Linked DNA regions of Sus scrofa: all the other regions are linked to region 2. The links are chromatin contacts, called in public HiChIP or PLAC-seq maps. All regions are on one chromosome and are shown on one strand. Each heading gives the region's core, a stretch centred on a gene start, on an enhancer-like site or on the middle of the called end of the contact. The rest is flanking DNA. Distances are from core to core; before and after follow the strand shown. Region 1 overlaps LOC106505748 (a long non-coding RNA gene). Region 2 has its middle 300 kb from the start of KCNMB2. Region 3 overlaps LOC106505748 (a long non-coding RNA gene). Region 4 overlaps LOC106505748 (a long non-coding RNA gene). Region 5 overlaps LOC106505748 (a long non-coding RNA gene).

Region 1 (4,070 bases), core at 403-2,902, 820 kb after region 2:
CTTAGTTCCATTGCACTAAATTTTCTCCTCTCCCTGGCCAGCATAGGCTCCTTGCTCATCAAAGGTGTCAGGCACCTAGTTCTGGAGCTTTAACAGCTGACAACCAGCTTCCTGTCCTGGAGCTTCTGCCCAAGTGGTCCTGTGACCTTTGTTCTCCCTGCTTAGGTAGAAGCTCCAGGTTAGGAAGTTAGTGGCCAGCTATCAAAGCTCAACATCTAGAATGAGATGGCTGATATCCTTATATAGTAAAGACCGCTACATGGGTCACATACGAAGAAGAGGCTTGGGCACAGGCCAGAGGAACAACAGGCAAGAAAAGAGAAGTGCTTAGATATTTGAGAGACTCCTCATCTTAACTACCAAAGGAACAAACTCTCTGGTCTGCACAGTCTTCTCTAAGGAACTAAGGGAAAGCCCCTAAGTCAACAGTGCACTGGTTGGTGATGCACCCCACTCTCCCAACCCCCTTTAGCAGCTTCTAGCTTCACAGAACAAAACCTACTGAACCACCTTGGAAGGATGGTACACTGGACCTTGTCAGCTGCCTGCACCTCAGAAATTTCCAGGGTAAAACTGGAGGTGGGGTAGGAGGGTTGTTGGGCAGGCTTGCAAAGGTGATTTTAGAAGTGCAAACCTGGTGGGGAATTTTTCCTCAGACCACCTGGAGGGAAGTGGTTACAACTGACTACAAATTCTCCTGAAATGATCAAGTACATAGAGGGAAGGTGTTACATTGTTGAGAAACATGGCTGCTTTGCTTTCTTCTGGGGAGCCCTAGAGACTTTTATATCAATCCCTGATCTCTCCCAGCCTTAGGTACAGAGGATGAGATCAGGCCAGTGAAGAAAGGCACTCCCCTTGCGATCTTCCAGGTAGCCACCAGTTTCCCACTGAGTGTATTTTTTGCAATTTAAGATAATGGGAGATTTTCAATGAGATCAGCCTTGTGTGTGTAAAAAAAAACCATATAGCCTGTTTGGCCAAACTTAAAAGGTACCATGTTGTGGAAGTTACTGAGTTTTACATATTTTAACTGAAGGGGGCGGGGTGTTTGTATTAACAGAACAAAAGTGCAGTAATCTATACAATCAGTTATTTAAAGCCATTACAAGTACCATTACAGCAGGAGAGAAGGAAGAAAATATCTAAAATATATAAAATTACTTTAAAAACTCATTCTAGAAAAGGAAATGCCAGAGGAGGAAGATAAGGAGTCTTAATTAACAAAAAAATTCATCTATTTCTCTCCTTCAAAACGAGACACTCTTCAAGGCAATTTGCTTGGAGAGCAGTTTAGCACCATAAATCTGGGATTTTTTTTATGTGTGTGTTTGCTCCGCAAGAGGCTTAAGAAAAACACAGCAACCAAACCACCCAAGCCAGCCCTGGAGGGAAAAAGAAGACCTAATCACCCGTGATGGCGATTACATAATAGAGACTCACACACAAACCCCAAGAGTCTCAAAAGAGTCAGCCTTTGGCTTCCTGTCATAAAACATGCCTTTTTTTCCTTTGGGAGGATCACTAAAAATGCTTCTTAAAGACCAAGTGGATGTCTTTGGTAGAAATAGAGGTCACTTAGTAATGATTTATAGGTGCACCCCCAGCCAAAATAAAGCATGTATTGATATCTAAAGTGCATCTGCATTTAGTGCAGCAAAAGCACATACTCTGTTTCTAATCGGTGCCCTGAAGATGCTCCCCCAGGAGGAAAAGGCCTGGCTTGGAGAGCCGCCCCTCCCGAGGCCCACAACCCGGGCCCTTCCTTAGGCAGCCAGAGTGCTCCTCTCTTAGATAATGCCAGGTACTCTGGAAAGTAGCCTTGTAATAATACACAAACCCCTGATGATGTCAGCGTGTTATTGACTTTCCAAGTCTGAATGACTGAGCAGAGAAGCGGGGGTGGGGCGCGATCCATCCGGCAGCGCGGGGACCGGCCAAGCGAAAATGAGCTCGCGGGCTGGACTGGGGGAGGGGCGGCAGCGGCTCAGCGCTCAGGCTCTCTGGCTCCGCAGCGGCGTCGGGGTCTCTGCAGCCCAGCCCCATCGTGGCTCCCAACTCTAGTTCCTTCACTATTTATGTTTGGTCAAACACCCCTCTGGCAAAAATTACTCAGGCCGCAATCCCCTGCCCCTACCCCTACCCCAAGCTTTAGTCACGTGGCCGAGCCTGATTACCAAGCGAGGAGCAGAGGGCAAGAAAGAAGATTCCTGCCCCCTCCCCCACTCTGTACTGGAGCCTTCCTCCCCCGCTGCAGTGAATTCGCAGATTCGAGGGTCGCCAGCTGCGGAGTATTTCCCTCTACCGGATACCCCCTTGGAAACTGCACCTCAGCGATGGTGACATTTTATAGGACATGTCTGGCTTCCTTTATGGCGCTGGAATTGCAGGTGTAGGGTGGTAGGTTCCCGCTTTCACCCTGCAAATTGACCAAAGGGCGGTCTGTAATCTTCAAGGCTAGGTGTGAATCGGGCAAGGTTGCCCTTAAATGGAATTGCGTTCAGAGGCTGAGATCTGGAGAGGAGCACTCCCAGCTGGGGCGTGGCCTTCCCCACTGGGCCTAGGCCTTCTTTTCTGGCCCCGCAGCTTCTGCCTGCTCTCCTTCCCCCGCATCCCCTCGCCCACCTGCCTTAGCAGGCGCAACTCTGGGACTAGGCACCCAGACCTCTACCCGCTGGCGCAGCTCCCTTCCTCCCTCTCCTAGACCTGTTGAAACCTTCCTAGACAGCCCAGGGACGACGCAGAATTTCAGCCTTAAATCCCAGGGACGGACTGATCCTCCTCGGAACTCCTGCCACCCTCTCCTCCGCCCCCTACACACAAACCCAAGGAGTTCTTTGTGGGAGCCCCCTGCGGGGCACACCGCACACTGGCTGTGCGCTGCCTGATTCCCAGTCCTGTTCTGACCCTTATTAGCTGTTTAAGTATGGACAGAGTGCTTAACCTCTCTGTATCCCTCATCTGTAAAAACGGGGTAGCTGTAATCCCTACAGTCACTGTTTTGAGGATTAAATGAAAGCTGGATTTCGTAAGGGACACCCGCCTTCAAATATTCCAGTTTTTGCCCTCAGTAGTGTTACTTGTCAGGCCAGAGTCGCTGTGATGGTTCTGAAAAAGCGGTCGGCTTAAGTGCTGGCCCTGTACCCCCTACTCACTCTCCCCGCTTTGTGGAGCCCGGTGCCTCCCTGATCTCTCTCTCCCCCGCTCCCTCTCTCCCCGTCTCCCCCTCTCCCTCTCTCTCTCTCTCCCTCTCTCCCCCTCCCTTTCTCCCCCCTCTCCTCTCGCTGGTCTCACATATCCCTGAGAAGAGCTCTCTTGCTGCCTTTACTACTGGTGCAAGTGGGGGCAGGGCAAGGAATGTGCCTCTGACCTAAACTGGATTATTCCCAGCCCTTTCCCAAATCCTCTCCTCCCCCACTTCGCCACGTGGGATTGGTCCAGAAGTGAAGAGCTGACACTTTTAGTCCAATAAGAAGTCTTAGAGAATTTTGAAACTGGAAGTGAAAAAAATTTCTCCTCAGGCCTAAAGCTGCAAGATGTTATTCAGTTAGGAACCTTCTCTATGACCGTGTTTCCCGTCAGGTGGAGGAAAGGCCAATCTGAAGAGAGAGATAGGGGTAGAGGTAGAGATAGAGAGATAGAGCCGGGCTGGGAGAACGCAGCTGAGAGGCCAAGAAAGGTCTGATGTTGGCATTGCTACCTTCCTGTGTCCCTGATACAGTCCCACTTACCCAAGGTTCCTTGGGACAGCCCAGTATTTTTTACAACGAATTTCTATTGTTCGACTTAGTTTACATTTTTATTGCTTGCAACCAAAAATATCCTAATAATACACCAGCACGGCCCTTACTGGTCTAATTTGTACAGTATCTTAGTTGAGCTCGAGACTAGCTCCCCACCTCTACCATAAACCACACTCAGGGAAAGAAATGTTTTGTCCCCACCCCCACCCCAGCCCAGTGCCTCACAACAAGCTGCTCCATAAATGCTCTTCACATTGAATTGAGCAAGGTATCAGTGGACAGTAAGTGCCTTCGCGGCTGTTGGGGGGGGGGGGGCTTCCACTGGTT
Region 2 (4,204 bases), core at 1,159-3,658:
GTTGTCATTTAAAAATCATTTTTAAAGTGAGGAGATCTTCTCTGCCAGCATCAAATGATAGAAGAGAAATTTGAAAATCCTAAACTCAGTTCTCAAAGGCATCACCTCTGAAAAAGAAGTTTAAGAGATGTTAAGTAGCCTCTAAAAAAAGCAATTTGAAGGGAGTGAAGGAACGAGAATAAAATCTTAATTTTTAAGAACAAAATTATACCGTTTCTTATATGAAAAGTAGAGTTTCTTATTACCTCTGCCTTCTATTTCCCTTAAGAAATTATTAGCATTTCATAGCAACATCTAATACCTCTTCTTAAAAAAAAAACAAAGCTTAGTATAAACCTAAAAAACAATATTTTTTTGTTGTTGTTGTTGTTGCTATTTCTTGGGCCGCTTCCGCGGCATATGGAGGTTCCCAGGCTAGGGGTTGAATCAGAGCTGTAGCCACCGGCCTACGCCAGAGCCACAGCAACTCGGGATCCGAGCCGCGTCTGCAACCTACACCACAGCTCATGGCAACGCCGGATCGTTAACCCGCTGAGCAAGGGCAGGGACCGGAACCCGCAACCTCATGGTTCCTAGTCGGATTCGTTAACCACTGCGCCACGACGGGAACTCCTAAAAAACAATACTTGGTATACATCATGGTTGCTATATCTTCAGCGGGTGGTATAATAATATTTGACTCTTTTTATTGGCGTTAAGGTCTTTGAGATAGTCTGGTGGCAGAAGACAATATTAAAGGTCACCAATAGAATTCACGTTATGCAGTTTTTCTTCTTAAAATCTATTCTCTCTTTCTTCTGAAGTATAATTTACAAAATGCTCCTTCAGAGAATGTTTCAAATTCTAGGCGTTATCCAGTAGGTTTCTCTCTTAGTTTACTACCTTCCAGCTCCACCTAACACACACTTTTCCAACTTCCCCTTTGACCCTGGAAAGACTTGCTCATAAAATCATTCCATAAAACCTTTATCATGTTATTCAGTCTGTGTTAAAATAAAAATAATCCTGCAAGAAGTGAGGCTTTAGGTGAATGACTTAGCAACTGCTTAACACATTTAAAATTTTTTTTTTCCAGCTGCACAATTCAAAGCTCAAAGGCATTCTTTTCTGGAATTTCCACTAGAAAGCAGATCACAGGCGATGAGGATTGGGAAGATGGAGAGGGGGGGTGCTGGGTCACTGGCTTTCTGCCTCACATTCCTCAGTCCCCAGAGGGGCCTGGTGACCCAAGTTAAATTCTAGAGTTGTTGAGGTATTGGTCTGTGGAGATTAGAGCATAATGTGCTTGAACTCTTTCCTGTTGGTGGTTGAAAACCTTGTTCTTTTCCAAATTTCTGGAGAGGTGAAGTACTTACATTTTTTTCCCTTAGTCACCTCTACCTTTAAAGCCCCATTGCCTCTGAATCAGTTCAATCCATGAGTCATTTCACCTTTGTTCACCACCTGCCTTGATTCTCCTGTTGTGACATAGACTTGCACCTAGGCATTTCCTTCATTTCCACACCCACAGATAAAAACACAAAAGGCCTTGGTGTGGGTGGTTCTAGAACACAATAAGGTGAGCATCTTAAGAAGGAATTTTAGATATCTAAGTTCTTACAAAAGATCTTAGTCAACTAACCTGGATGCCAGTGTTCCTCTAGCCCTCTTGTTTTCCTTGTCTCCTGCTTCCCCAATTCCATCTTTTTACCTACAGCATCATTTCTTTGAAAATGATGCTACCTATTCATGATGCTCCCTACCTATTCTTGTGAACTTCACCTTACTTTCTCCAGTGTTAGACCAAAAATATTCTTTTCTCAGAAGGAATTCTGATGCCAGCTTATGATTTAATTATCCTTTTTGCCTTACTATTTTATTTCTATCTTAGCATAGATAGAGCATCACGGAACAAGTTTTAAGCTTAGGGTGACAAAGAGAAAGAGTGAAAGCCCTCAGTGGAATGGAGTATATGGAGGCCAAGGGACACACAAAGGGGGAGAGGTGCTAAGAAGGCGTCCAGTGACACTAGAAACAAGCCTGTCACATGCACTGTAGGGCTTAACCTATGATGGCTCTCTATTGTTTATGTTTCCATTAACTCAAATTCTTGAGTCTTACATTTTTGTTTTTTTTTTTTTTAAACCAGATTTGTAGCATTACAAATTTGTTATTGTCTCCAGATTTCTAAATGTTGCCTTTCAGAATTAGTTTTATCCCCCTGTCTCTATCGGCTAATATATTCTCTCTACAGATTCTTGCATTAATGACTCAGGATCATAACCTCCTGTGAATCGTGTATTATTAAATCTCCTTACCAGCAGCTGAGATTAGAATAAAGAGAAGTTGATAAGTTGCATAGTCACAAAATGAGTCATTAGAACTAGGAGCAGATTTCAGACGCTGAAGCCACAAGTCCTGCTTCTCAATAGACTTGCTGGCTGCATGTTAATTTAACTTCCCTGAAAAAAAGCTGAATCACACTGTTCTCTTCTGTGTCATGGTCCCTGGTCAGACAGGATTCACTGCCTTCAATGCTTTCTCATTTTGTTATCTATCTATTTATCTATCTAAATAATTTTTAAAGAATTTTTACGATTATTCCTAGAACATTCTACCTTGCATAGTAATCAAATACCAGGCTTTTTGAAAATGTTGAAATGATGGTATTCTAAACAGTGGAGTACCATAACATTCTTCCCTATAATCTGCCCACATGCATTCATTTAACTTCAGCCCTTTATTCAGTGCTTTTTACCTTCGAAGATGTTTGGAAAGAAAAGTTGGGACATCTTTAGTGCTGGGGGAAAAGTAGGGAAGAGAGTATCTCTGAATTAGAAAATAACCATACAAAGATTAAAAAAAGGAAAAAGAACAGAAAAGAACCATACTCAGTGGTGCCAAAGCCAAGCTTTGTCAAGTCCAAAGGTTTATTTGCAAGGCATATTTATTTTTGAAACACTGTTTTCATTTGCTACATTCCCTTGAAAAGTATTATATCTCAGTTGATCTCCTTATTAATCAGGAAGCAAAGGAAGTGACTGACTTTTTAAAAGTAATGTGGAAATGAGTGTTCAAGGAAAGAGTCAAGGGATAAAATGTGCACAACTACTGAAAGGCTATGAAATACGACTTCTACTAAGAGAGGCAGTCAGATGGTCAAGAGAGTAAACTAGAAGTCAGAGGGCTTCTTGATTCTAGTGACAATCAACACATGGTAGTCATAGACACCAGATCAGATATCCATTGTGAAGCTCAAATTAGATAACGGATGGAAATAATCATAAACCCTACAAAGTGCATGCCACACGGCTCTACCTGCAAATATCAGCTCATACTGGTGTGATACCAAAGGGTGTCCTAAAAGTTAGGCAAGTTGATTAGTCATACAGACCCTCAGCAGGTTGGGTTACCAGATTGACTACAGGGTGCCCAGTTTAGTTTGGCGTTTAGATAAAACTGGATCATTTTTTTAATATAACTATGCTCTAAATTATTTATTTACCTGAAATTCAAATATAATGGGCATTGTGTACTTTATATGGCAACCATATTGACCAGGAAATGTACTTGCTTCAGAACTGTCAAGATTGTGCAGCTCAGAAACCTAATGTTGTTGTCACGGACAGTGGGCCAAGTCAATTATTACTTGTTAGAAATGTAGCTGTCAAGAGAGCCAGATATCCATCCCAAGCTATCTGTACATTTTCCCCTGGAAGTAAGTTAAATATGAAGACCTTTTAAATACCTGATGGTTTTTTGGTGAGCAAGTTCTCCCCTCATATAGGGATGTCAAGCCAAGGAAATGGTAGAGTCCAACTCCCTGGAAGGGGCAATGTCAATACTTGCTGCTACAGTTCTCCTTTTTTTTCAGTCTTCATGGATCCTCTTCCAACTGATACATTGTATTTTTATATTTAAAACAGCTATCTAATTGAAGCTAACTCATTCTTGCCTAACTTGGAACAAATTTGTCTCTTCGTTTTGACTCTACACATCTTTGCTTGATCTGTTATGTCTTGATTTTAAGATTAACCTTTTATATTAATCTTATTTGCAATATTTAATCTTCACAGGACCTTCCTACTGTCCATTTCTAAAAACCAATTTAAGGCATGTGAATAAAAGACAAACCAGCACAGAAAAGTACTTTTTTCATAGGTTCAAAGAAAACACAAAGAAAAAAGTAAGATATATATGAGAATTTAAGATCACTTTTTTTTCT
Region 3 (3,844 bases), core at 725-3,224, 840 kb after region 2:
ATAGCAAGGCTTCTATCTGTAACCACGAGGACTCTCACATTCAAACATTACAACCAGTAAAAGTCTAGACCTAAAATATCTACCCTCTTAATAGTTGTGTCTTTTTATTATTATTTAAACATGGGCTATAAGCTTTCTGACATAAAAGACTGGATGGTCTACCTTTTGAGAAGTCCAGGGGAAAAATATGAAGATTTATTTGTATTTTCTTATAATGTGCATAAAAATATTAGAAAGATACACAAGAAACTACTTATTATCTGTAAAAAAAAAAAAAAGTAAATGACTGTCTTCCAATGATCAACTGCTGATTCTGCCCAATCTCTTTATTTCTTCAATAATAAATCCATTGTCATGCATTTAAAGACTGAACCATGCCAAAACTCAGCTGAAAACACTCACTCTCCCTTCCCAATAGCATAAGTTGTTTCTCATTAGTTTCATTAATGCCATGAAAATTCTAAAACGATACTAAATGAGAATAATATTTTAAATTTTATCACACTGCCAGCTGAGAAATCTCAAAGTACAATGTTAATATACTGACATTCACCACACAGCGAAACAAACACGGTATTTCAAAACTGAGAAAGTTAAAGCCTCCTAAGAGAAGACTGTGGCCACAGCTTCCTGAGTCCTGTTTACATATCTCCTTTGTTGAATTAGATTCCTCTCAGAACTCATCTCTCACCAGAGTTCATGTTTGAGTCCACTCTGGTCTGTGTCTTTGTGAGAGCACTTCAGTGGCCAAGCCACAAAACGGCTGAGCTGGTTAAAACACAAATCAAACCAGGAATTTCTGCCCTGCAGCTGGCTTGGGATGTAACAGTTAACTGAGAGCCAAAGGTCTCTGTAGACCCTCAAGACTAAAGGTTAAGAGGCGAGGTCTGAGTAGAACTGTTTAGAAGCTGCATACCACACAGCTAGAAATAAAGACTGAGCTATTTCCTGGAGAATTTGAATTATGTGTACAGCCAATCAGAAACAATAAGTGGATTTGTGTGCAGTGATAATAATTCCTCATACTTATAGATAGATTAAGAGTTTACACAGCATTTCCTATATATTTTCTCTCATGGAGCCTCAAAACAGCTCTGTGCAGCAAAAAAGGCTATTACTCGAAATGCTGTTTTAGAGATAAGAGCTCTAAGCCTTAGGGCATGAAATAGTTTGTCCCTTTGAACCAGATATGAGTGGCAATGGTGAGATGGGACTCACACTTAGGTTTTCTGAGGATACTTTCCACTCAGGCTGCCTCAGGTCCTCAAATCCAGTCACTTAGTTAACTTAGTCAACTTCCCATTTGACAAACGTGAAAGTCCTATTAATCTAACCCTGAACTTCTACTAGGCTCTTTGCCTTGTACTGAAACACAAAAGACAAATTCCCACCATTAAGTAAGTTGTAACAATGATGAAATTCTGTGTCTCTCCCCCTCCTGCCTGTGTCCTCATTTCATCTTTTCTTCATTTGCTTTGGTAACTCAGGTTGTATAAGAAATTAGAGGAAGGTTGAAACTAGGTATATGGTGACCAAGGAGGGGAGAGTGGAATCCAGCCCCTTATTTCTAGGCTTTTGAGTGGAAGATCTGACAACAGGAGCAATTGTGTCCCTGTGTTCCATGCAGTGTCGTTTTATTTTCCTGAAAATATTTGTCCTTGCTACAAGTGGATTAGAGGTTAGAATGCAGGATTGGCAGGCAGGATTTGTGGTTTCTATTTTTAGGCTTGCCAGTTTTATCTCATGAGGGTAAGCCCTAAGCAGAGTGGTTTATTGGAGAAAGAACTTGATTGGAAGACAGCACCGGCCTTCCTGTGAATGAGAGAATCTGAGCGACATGGCTGAACATTAGCCAAAAGTAAGGGTACAGAGGACAACGTGAGATCCCTCAGTCACCGAATGTGAGGGTGATCTAAATGATGCATGATTCACCTCTGGACAGGGGGTTGTAGAAGAACTCTATCAGGCCTCAACCACAACTTTCTACTGTAGAAACAGAAACCACTCTTTTATGAGTCCTGCCCAAAGAAGAGGATAGGACCTTAATTATTGCTTTCTCAGTGTGCTTTTTTGTGCACAAACCTATAGGTTTCCACACAGTGAGTGAGTGTGTGTGTGTGTGTGTGTGTGTGTGTAAATATATAGCAGGCCAAAAGAACATGAAAGTTGTTTTGAGAAGTAGGGATGGGTGTGGTGGTGATATGTTTTCAGATGATTGCTGGCGTTTCCTTGACTTCAGATATCATAATCCAGGCTGGACCAAATAATTTAGGTAGGGAAGAGGAGGAAAAAATCTTGCGTACACTTTTTACTCTGAGAAATCTATAATTGCCTTCTAGGTTTCAAGCAACAAAATGAGCCAAGTACATTAAAAACACACTATGTCAGCCCTCTGTTGCTTCCTGACAACACACCCCCAAGACCTCTCCATGCTGCTGAGAGCACCTATGGACACCTCTGCTCAGCCCGAATCCAAAAGCCCCAGGACCTAATATTACTTTTGGCAGGAGAGACAAGTAACTTTGACCCTGGATTCTGAGTCTCAGCATCTGTAGCTTACTTTTATAGCACCAACCCACCTTCATTTGATAACTACACTTTTGCCTTCTTCTCCATTATTAATCTGATTACTTGACCTGTTAACTCTGTCCCACTGGAATGCATGCAATGCGCTCAAATGTATTTATGTACCCAGTCAAAAAATATATACACACACAGATTATGTGCCAAACATTGTGCTAAGTCTGAAGATAGAGTAGCAACGACAAAACAAGATAAAAATACATGGTGTTTGCCTACATGGGAACAGGAGCAAAAAATAAAATGCAATCACACAAACAGTGGTAAATGCAGGGAAGGAAAAAGTCAGGATGCTATAAGGTCCCTTGAAGCCCTAGTCAAGTGGTAGAGGACTTGTTATCAGGTGAACACTCCAGATACCAAATTCAAATGTGTCCCCTCTCAAATTCCTATGGTGAAGTCCTAGCCTCCATTGTGATTGTGATGTATTTGGAGATACAGTCAATTAGTTTCACATGAGGCCACGAGGGTATAGTCTGCATGATGGAGATCTCTGTCTCTCCCTCTCCTGTCGCTTTCTCTCTGATATGGTGAAGAGATGTCTGTCTGCAATTCAGGAAGTAGGTCCCCACCCAACAATGAATCTGCGTTTTGAAGATGGTTTTACATCTTCTTGGACTTCTCAGCTTCCAGAGCTGTCAAAACTGTGACTAATAAATGCCTGCTGTTCAAGTCACCCAGTCTATGGTAATGTGTTGTGGCAGCCTGAGCTGGTTAAGACAACGGGGCCCTCAGAAGGCACTGCTGTAAGGATCAGGAAAAACTTGCACCCTGGTGTAACCACTAACCTTGTCACCTGTGTCACTCTCTAGAGGTCATTGAAGAGGTTTGATTTGCTTAGGTTTGAGGTGAGGCTCAGCCGTGGGGTGAGAATGTCTTTTAAGCACATTCAATCATTGATTCTTTTTTGAAAGCTGAATGTTCCGTGTTTTATTTCTTGTATCAGAAAGTTGCTTCTCCATCAAAACTACTATATCTAAATGCCATGCGTGCTTTGTATGTTATCTGGGACAGCCCCGCATCTTGCCCCCCTAAGTCATTCAGTATGGTGCTTGGACAACAAACAACTAATGCAGCTAGGAAAGAGTCAGGGCTAAATGTGGAAGGGGGTGGGTATAGAAAGGGAGAACACCTAAGAACAGCTGACTGCGCTCGTAGCTGTGAGTATTTTTTACTGATTTTCCTTTTTTGTACTAATAATATTCTATTTGACTGAAATTAGTATTTAGTGAGTGGTAATCATGGGCCTGATTGGCTAAGATCT
Region 4 (4,080 bases), core at 463-2,962, 710 kb after region 2:
ATTGAGTATGAGTGGGAACTCTTCAAATTTTCTCCTGGCACAAGAAGTTGTCATTGTTTAGCCAACCTACTACACAGAGATCAGTGCTATACCATGCAGTCTGGCATTCAACAAACACTAATTCATGATTATGAGGCATACAACACAGTCTACTAAGATCCTGTATATTTTCAGTGATAAGTCACTATCATAGGCAGTGGCTGAATGATTAAGTTGGGGCATGGAGAAATATACCACGGAGGCCTACACAAATGCATTGATTTCATCTGAAATTAAAAACAATGATAGCCACAGCCATAAATATTTGTACAGGGTTTCATAGCTCAGGAAGATTTGCACACTTTAAGCCAAAGATTCTTACACTTCTACTCTGAAAGGCACAAAGGACTGAAAGAATTCCTCTTATTTCCATTCGATAAAGAAACATTGAAGTTATAAAGATTTAAATGATTCTTCCGAAGTCACAGATCTGAGATTCAAATCCAGACATCTTCCAGTGGCAAGTGCTACTCTGTTTCCTCCCCAGCAGCAGAAAGAAAGTCAAAATATTTATGAAATATCCAATTTCCCACTTTCACTGGGAAATGATCTAGGAAGAACTGTGGAAGGCAGAGAGGATCTAGAAAGTATATTTATGGAAACAGCAGAAGCGTTATGCATCATTGTGGGATTTTTCTTTCCCTATGCCCTGGGAGTCCCTGAAACACTGCTCCAGTAACAGTGACTGTCTAGGTCCAGATGTAGAATAAATTCTTATTGAAGTGTCATACAAATAGACAATCTAGAATTACTGAGAGTAAGTTACATTAGAAATCTGAAAAACACATAGCAAAAGTGTATTTTGGCAAGTGCCTTGAAGAATGGTAAATTCAATTCAACATATAGTGATTTAGTCTGCCTCCCATAAGCCAGGAAATAGTATTCCAAACTTGTGTTGTCCAGTGTGGTAGCCAATATTCACACACGGCTATTAAGGCAAAATTAAAGACACCAAAAATCCAGTTCCCAGTCACACTAGCCACATTTCAAGGCACTCAATAGCCATAGGAGGTTAGTAGCTAATTATAGAACAATTCCATGATCACAAAAAATTCTACTGAACAATGTTACTAGACTCTGAAGAAGAAATAACCAAGTCTCCCAAAGTAGCTCACATTCTCATAGAGAAAACACTCCACATGTACTCTAAAAATGCAGGAGTGTAACACTGGTCAGGCTCTCTAACAATGTCTTATAGGAGGTAACACAAAACTTCTGAAAGCATTCCAAATAGGTACAAGCTAATTAGAGGCTTTTCTCATCCCTTAAAGATGTCATGACATGTATCAAAATGTGATGCCTTCCATTTTCCTCATCGTACCAAGATTCTGCAGGGACCACACACCAGAATTAACATAAAATACTAGATAGTCTCTACAGCAGAAGTGTATTTCCTGTGCGTGGCCATCCTAAAGAACATGCCAGTCACCACAGTAGCCACAGCATAGGCTGCCCCTTATCCGTGAGAAAGGTCTGCCAGATTCACAGACTTCAATTGTTGACCCAGTCACTGGCTGGGTGTGCCTGAGAGCAGGAGGGTTGGAAGTAGAGGAGCAAGTGGTAACATGACTCAAGAAACCAGTGATCTGGGTGGTTACGTGTCATAGCAGTGAGCTCTCAGGACCCACCCTTCCTAGGTCAGCACCCTGGTCTTGAGCAGGGTTGTCTGGCTTCAGCTAGATGTCAGCAGAGCAGTCTGGCACATGACTCAGAGAGTTCTCCAGCCAATCTCACTGCTCCATACAGCCCCATCCTGTTTGTCCATTAGAGGTAAGCTTCTCTCTACCTCCGAAGCATCTCTGGTGTACTGGTCAGAAACGATCCCAATATTCAGCAGGGATCAGTGTGAGAAGGATGGAAACTTGAAAATCATCTTTCCCACACTCTGAATCTCAGAGAGGCACAAATAGAAGTGAAAGTCTTAAGGTCACTAGAACCAGGGTATCAGTGTCTGCACTTGTGAAATAAATGTTTCCACACAGAGATGTCATGGGGCCTCAGATGTCATGGTATTTCACCAGCATGACAGTCACCAACACTGCACTGTGCTCCTGTGCTGTCCCAGAAGCCAGTTCCCCACACCACCCTGCTGTGAGCAGTACCAGTGTTTAACTGTTCTCCGATGGGCAGGCTTATTTCTTTCTGCACTGTTCCTGTTTTAATCAAGGAACAACTCCCAATCAAAGACTTAGTCATTCTTCATGGGAAACACAACAGAAGCCCTTAGTAGGTATAGACCCCAACAAGAAAAATTCAGTTTGGGAAAAAAGATCAAGGCCTGTTGCCCCAAAACACTATAACTGGTAAAATCTCTACTATCATAAAACCTGATTCATCCAGGTCACACTGTCATTATAATTTCATTCTTGGAGGGTTTTAAATACTTCCAAATTTCAGTCACACAAGCTTCAGATGTGAATGGTCAACCCATAATCAGCTACTAATGCCTTAATAAGGATTAGGGTACAGCTCCCCAGATTAAGAATGGGACACCAGATGAACCCTATAAATTTAGCTCCCTATGAGTGGAAAGAGCCTCACAGAGGGAAATGTAGGATCAAATACAAAAACTTAACATACACTGAGATTGTGTATAGGGCAGGCTTCATATCTAATTGATAAAAAAAAATGAAGTTTTTTAATAGGTCACTGGCTCTTTAAATCCCAGTCTTGAAAAATCAGCCAGTGAACTAGTTTATGAGTCTGTGGGTACAGCACAGTGAAACATTTAATCAGGGAACAGAAAATCTCTGGAACAAATAAGCCACATGAATGCCTAGAAGTGGAAATGTTAACTAGTGATGTAAGTTCAGAGTACAGCTGTGTCCAAATGAGTCGGGCTTCTGGCCCAACAAGCAAAGTCTGTGAAAAGATATAGAAGAATTATATTGTTTTTCCTGAACTCAAAACAGTGGACTTTTGCCATGTTAATTCAGAGTTTCTGGGATGAGATAACAAGAAATTAAGAAAGCAGAATGGAATGGTTTTAAAACAAATACTTCCTCAGTTATTGTGTTGAGGAGACAGGGTTGTATTTTTTTTTTTTTTTTTCTTTTGGCAGAGGAATGAGTAGACATCTTTCAGGAGATATGCCTCAGATTTATTTCAATGACCTTATAGTCTGGGTATGATGGCACCAAAAATACACTCCGTTTATTAGTTAAGGTCTAACAAATCACATTTTGTGTTTTAGGACAATTCATAAGCCCTCATGGTTCATTCGGGCCACAAGACATTGCTGAACAGACCACAATGTCAGTGCCTGCCTTGGCTTCTCTGTACTCATGGTGGAAGAATGGTTCCAAGAACCTTGCAGAGTGTGACTTTGTGCTAAACCAATCATAATTATCCAATGACATGAGATAGACCTCAAAGTATCAGTCATTATATAGGCTTTGGGTGGAAAATAAATTAGTTTCAACAGGTTCTGATCAAAACTGTTCTTGAAAATAATAACTATCGCATACTCAGGCTTATGTTTGTCAGGCACAAAGAGTTTCAAATACATTTTCTCTATTTTCTAGAGATAGGCACTATTATTTTTCCCACTTTATATTTAAGGTTTAGCATTTTTTTAAACTTGCCCACAGTTAGTTTGGTATGGCAGAGCCAGGGCCTCCAGGAGAGGCACTGGAATGCCTCTGCTGGCAACAACATCAAGCTACACTAAAGCAGTTTTCAGCTGAATGGAGCAAAAAAAAAAATTTACCAAGACAAATAACCAGCAAACAGTATAAAACTGTATGTAATAAAAAGGTGAATAGTGAAAAAGATATTCTCAAGTCTTAGAGAATTTCAGCAAAAGAGAATCCAGATGGGAAAGTGAAGACAATGCTGGCCTTTGGAGTGGCTGTGACAGCACAGATACACAAGCAAAGGTGAGAATAACAGGAGGAAGAGATTAGAAGGCATGGGAGTTAATCAAGAGGCCAGACTGAGCAAATAGCACAGGAGAGAAATAGTTGTCCACTTTTAAGCTATTCTCGATGTTTAAGCTCACAAGGAACCTGAGGGGCATACAGATCAACCCATGAAACACAC
Region 5 (4,113 bases), core at 97-2,596, 940 kb after region 2:
GATCCAGCGTTGCCATGAACTGTGGTGTAGGTTGTGGATGCGGCTCAGATCTGGCATTGCTGTGGCATAGGCTGGTAGTTGTAGCTCCGATTGGATCCCTAGCCTGGAAACCTCCATATGCTGTGGGTGTGGCCCTAAAAAGCAAAAAATAAATAAATAAATAAGTAAATAAAATAAAACAAGATCCATCTTTGAAATTGGAATATCTACTAAACTTCCAGTAGGGAGAATTCATTCCTTGAGTGAAGATTTACCATTATCAGTCCTTCTATATTGAAAATCTTTCTCCTAAACTGTCAGGAACATAGATAAATCAGCACTTTAAAAACAACAGTTTAATGACAGAATATGTAAAAAAAAAAAAAAAAAAAGATTTATCTTAGCATGCTAAGAGAAGTTATGTTTAAAAAACTGGATCAATTCTTTAATGTTGAAAATAACATAGTTATGCAACATGTTTGTGTGTGTGTGTGTTGGCTGCACCTGAGGCATGTGGAAATTCCTGGGCCAGGGATTGAACCCATGCCACAGCAGTAACCCAAGCTACTGCAGAGACAACGCTGAATCTTTAACCCATTGCACCACAAGAGAACTCCTTTTGCAGTATGTTTAGAAAGCTAAAATGTTAAAATGTGGATAAAACTATAAGAATTTTATTCTAGGATTTCGCATTGTGGCTCAGCAGGTTAAGAACCCAACATAGTGTTCGTGAGGATACAGGTTCCATCCCTGGCCTCACTCAGTGGGTTAAAGATCTGGGTTCTCTGCAAGCTGTGGCATAGGTCCCAGATGTAGCTTAGAGCCAGTGTTGCCATGGCTGTGGTGTAGGCCAGCAGCTGCAGCTCCAATTTGACCCCTAGCCTGGGAACTTCTACATGCCGGAGGTATGGTTTTAAAAAGAAAAATAAATGAATAAGAGTTTTACTCTAAACATTTAATGAATTATATAATAGACTAAATGGTTGACTAAATAAAACTGAAGATTGACCAACTATATATTGATCAAACTTGGCACATACATGTATTTTTTTAATGTGAGTGAAACAAGCTAAACATTTTCTTCTCTTTAGCAGTTAATCCTTGACTGAAGTATTGGAAAATTAAATTTACAGTCTTATTGTTTACCTTTGGAAATTCAACTTGAAAGGAAGAAAGAAAGAAAGAGAAAAGAAAAGAAAGAAAAGAAAAAAAAGGGGCCACCAGATGTGAGAAGTCTAGAAATTATGTTTTCAGAGGTTCACTGACTCTGCTTAAGAGGATAGTAACAAGAAGTAGGTTCAGCCAAATAACTGCACTGAAGTGAAAGAGCCACATAACTAACCACACCCTATTTCCTGTATATTCCTGGAAGGGAAATATACAATAAACTCGAAGCGGAGATTACATTATAACACTTTCAGTGTACACAACATCAGCTTTCCTGAAAGTTGAGGGAAAGTTGTTCATGCTTTTCTTTCAGTGGCCAGGAAGGACTATGTTTAGAAGTAAGTGATAAAATTTGGTCCACTCACATCTCTCTATATGCAGAGAAATTAAAGAAAATCATAAAACCTATTTAATCAGTTATTTGCTTCATATGGAGGCATACATGTATAGAATTTTCAAAATCCCTGCATTGTTAGGTAGTGCCTGGCATAAGTGGCAAAACTGAGGGGTTAGCATCCAGTGTGCTCCTCTAAGCCATACCCTGGGCCCTTGGCCTGTGGTAGGTCCCAGTGGAGGAGGGTGTATTTAACATTAGTTGGTCCACTTAGAGGAGATACAAAGATCTGTTTTGCTGGCTGAAGCCCTCATGGCCCTGGTCTCATGAGTAATGATGAATGAAGTAACTCAGAAAGAGTCTTTCTTAGGGAGACATAAGCATGATTATATAAATTGGCCCTCCTGAGCTCTGTGCATTCACACAGCACAAATCTAAGGCTGTGGAGGAATGGGCCACATGGTTCCCTCCTTTGCTGGAGGGAATGGGGTGGACATATTCCTGTGCAAATCATTCATTTCTCAGCCAGAAAGTGTTTATATGAGTGGACTGGCCTTTAAAGAATATCACCTTATTCGTCTGCTGAAAATCATAGCCCCAGGGGCCAACACTATTTTATGGCTCTAAGGGGACAAATACTCAGTAATTTGCTCTCTTCCGACTTTCTTATAGTCCGTCCCCCGCCCCCAACCCTAACTATTTCTTGACCTAGAATCCCAGGGCGTTACAAATTGAAGAATCCTTTGAGACCAAACCCAGCAGCTTCCTGCTTTCTACATGATAGAACTGAGGCCAGTTTGTGCTTTCTGCCCCACTTAATTCTTCTGATACCTCTTCATATTTTACATCATTCACCGCTCTTGGAAAATATGAGCCAGAAAAAATTGTTCACTGAAAATCTTGCTCTGCCTAGTCTCAAACCAAAACCAAGGAGTGTGAGAAGAGAAAGAAATCTATATGGTTTGAAAACTTAAAGTACTGCTAATTCATTATATTATTTGTATGCCATACAAACCTTTTCTTTCATTAGTTAAAATTTTCTTTAAGAGTGGGGGCTGTGTCTTTGAAATTCTCTTTTAGTATAAATGGACTCTCACACAGTATTATGAATGCTCAGAAGTTTAATAAATATTATTTGTTGATGATAAGCTGCTCTATCCCTTGGCCCCCTAGCAGTATTCCACATAATCATCCTAGGCAGATAAGAACCCATCCTGCCTTGAAAGACCTCCAGGGAGTGAGACTCTAAACCTTCTTGCACAACTCATTTCAGTGTCTTATAAGGCTTAGTGTCTGCTGGCAGGTACTTCCTAAATTGGTGGCATTTAGGAATGTTGCACAGTAAACACTGAACTCCCTCTAAGACACTTGGAGCAGTCACTTGAATGATTTGGAAATATCCTAGGGAGTGTGTGCTGTGGTGGGAGGTAGTCCTATGAGGAAGACAAAGGGTAGCGATTAGGTTTCTTTCCAGATAAGAGGAAGTGGCCTTGTTCACACTTCCTAGAACTGGCCAACCTTAAAGGGATTTGGGATGGGTAGAAGTCAGGAAGTTGTGGAGCTGGGGAGAGCTCTATGATGGTGGAAGGTAAGTCTGCCACTGGTTACCAGCTGTTAGTTCCTACTAATAGAAAAGGAATATGCATACCCAGCCATGATACAAATTAGATGAATTTTTCCTTTGCAGTGTGTGTGTTTGTGTGTATATGTGTACATGTGTGTGTGAGCACACGTGCACATGTGCAAATGAAAGGGTTTGTGGAGGTGCAGACCTGAAGTGACAGGAGGTAGGTAAAGGAAGGGTTAGTAGGAATCTAGAGACCTCTCAGGCTAAAGCAGACTCAGGCAGGGGATCCAGATCAGGGCTGGAAGTTGAAGGTTAATGCCCAGAGGAACAGTAGACTTGGTGAAAGCCTAGGAGGAGAAGTGGGAGGGCAGAGTTAGAGGCCAAGTAAGGACTGAAGTGAGGAAGTGCAGATTAAAGAAAGTAGGCTTGCTGAGATATCTTGCACTGGCAGGGATGAAACAGATCTGAGCCTCTAGGAAAATGGGTTGGCAAGATGCAGCTGAGAAGTAAGTTTCAACCTAATGCTTGGGATACAGATCAGGGCTTCCATCCACCCTGTGCCCATGTTCTGGGCTGCTGGAAGGGCTCAAGAGTGCTGTGATCCAAGGATCTAGCCTGAAGGAAGGCAGGTCAGTGGACTGGCCTCCCTACCAGGGAAATGGGATTAAATGCAACCAGATGAATTAGGTGCTACTGGTTAGATCTGAGAAAGTATTTAGACTGGGAGCAACCAAAACAAGTTTTAGATGCTGTTGTGCCCTGATTTTGTGGAAGACAGAACAAGGCCTACACCTAGCTTGAAGCTTTATTTGAGGTAGCTGAGGCCAGGTGAGGTTGAGGGCACCAAGTCATTAGTCACTTGGGAGAATCTAGATTGGTTTTTGTGAAAAATGCCCTGATCTACCATGCCTTAGCCATTCCTTCTCAGGATCCCCACTAAGAAAGCAGTTGATTGGAGAACAGTAGGAAATGGTGGGATTAAAAAGCTGGGATAACACAAAAAGCTCTAAATGGTATTAAGAGCTTGGAGAGGAAGTGTGGGTGGAGGGGAGTGAGTCATAAATAA

The links. HiChIP or PLAC-seq counts read pairs in DNA pulled down with a chosen protein or histone mark.
Region 1: a contact with region 2 is called in an H3K27ac HiChIP or PLAC-seq map of alveolar macrophages. The contact joins two enhancer-like sites. A contact is called at or near these places in 2 of 47 Hi-C or Micro-C datasets (embryonic fibroblasts and mesenteric adipose tissue) and 1 of 2 datasets of contacts at active chromatin or transcription factors (alveolar macrophages).
Region 3: a contact with region 2 is called in an H3K27ac HiChIP or PLAC-seq map of alveolar macrophages. The contact joins two enhancer-like sites. A contact is called at or near these places in 1 of 47 Hi-C or Micro-C datasets (embryonic fibroblasts) and 1 of 2 datasets of contacts at active chromatin or transcription factors (alveolar macrophages).
Region 4: a contact with region 2 is called in an H3K27ac HiChIP or PLAC-seq map of alveolar macrophages. The contact joins two enhancer-like sites. A contact is called at or near these places in 1 of 47 Hi-C or Micro-C datasets (embryonic fibroblasts) and 1 of 2 datasets of contacts at active chromatin or transcription factors (alveolar macrophages).
Region 5: an H3K27ac HiChIP or PLAC-seq map of alveolar macrophages shows a contact between it and region 2. The contact joins two enhancer-like sites. A contact is called at or near these places in 1 of 47 Hi-C or Micro-C datasets (embryonic fibroblasts) and 1 of 2 datasets of contacts at active chromatin or transcription factors (alveolar macrophages).

Annotation. Positions count from the first base shown.
Region 1 is chr13:115,622,338-115,626,407 of Sscrofa11.1, reverse strand. The region is part of intron 1 of LOC106505748 (a long non-coding RNA gene); the gene reads right to left. Among named protein-coding and RNA genes, the nearest start is that of TBL1XR1, 140 kb to the right of the region's middle. Within about 2 kb of position 1,652, at least 77 of the 83 cell types and tissues checked have an H3K27ac peak or open chromatin away from gene starts, as enhancers often do. A contact at or near this core is called in alveolar macrophages and embryonic fibroblasts, where this site is marked.
Region 2 is chr13:116,439,680-116,443,883 of Sscrofa11.1, reverse strand. No RefSeq gene overlaps it. Among named protein-coding and RNA genes, the nearest start is that of KCNMB2, 300 kb to the left of the region's middle. Within about 2 kb of position 2,408, at least 13 of the 83 cell types and tissues checked have an H3K27ac peak or open chromatin away from gene starts, as enhancers often do. A contact at or near this core is called in alveolar macrophages and embryonic fibroblasts, where this site is marked.
Region 3 is chr13:115,601,636-115,605,479 of Sscrofa11.1, reverse strand. The region is part of intron 1 of LOC106505748 (a long non-coding RNA gene); the gene reads right to left. Among named protein-coding and RNA genes, the nearest start is that of TBL1XR1, 120 kb to the right of the region's middle. Within about 2 kb of position 1,974, at least 29 of the 83 cell types and tissues checked have an H3K27ac peak or open chromatin away from gene starts, as enhancers often do. A contact at or near this core is called in alveolar macrophages, where this site is marked.
Region 4 is chr13:115,726,638-115,730,717 of Sscrofa11.1, reverse strand. The region is part of intron 1 of LOC106505748 (a long non-coding RNA gene); the gene reads right to left. LOC110256521 (a long non-coding RNA gene) reads right to left here. Exons shown (of 2, transcript XR_002338117.1): 2 at 3,057-4,080. Among named protein-coding and RNA genes, the nearest start is that of TBL1XR1, 240 kb to the right of the region's middle. Within about 2 kb of position 1,712, at least 31 of the 83 cell types and tissues checked have an H3K27ac peak or open chromatin away from gene starts, as enhancers often do. A contact at or near this core is called in alveolar macrophages, where this site is marked.
Region 5 is chr13:115,502,639-115,506,751 of Sscrofa11.1, reverse strand. The region is part of intron 1 of LOC106505748 (a long non-coding RNA gene); the gene reads right to left. Among named protein-coding and RNA genes, the nearest start is that of TBL1XR1, 16 kb to the right of the region's middle. Within about 2 kb of position 1,346, at least 7 of the 83 cell types and tissues checked have an H3K27ac peak or open chromatin away from gene starts, as enhancers often do. A contact at or near this core is called in alveolar macrophages, where this site is marked.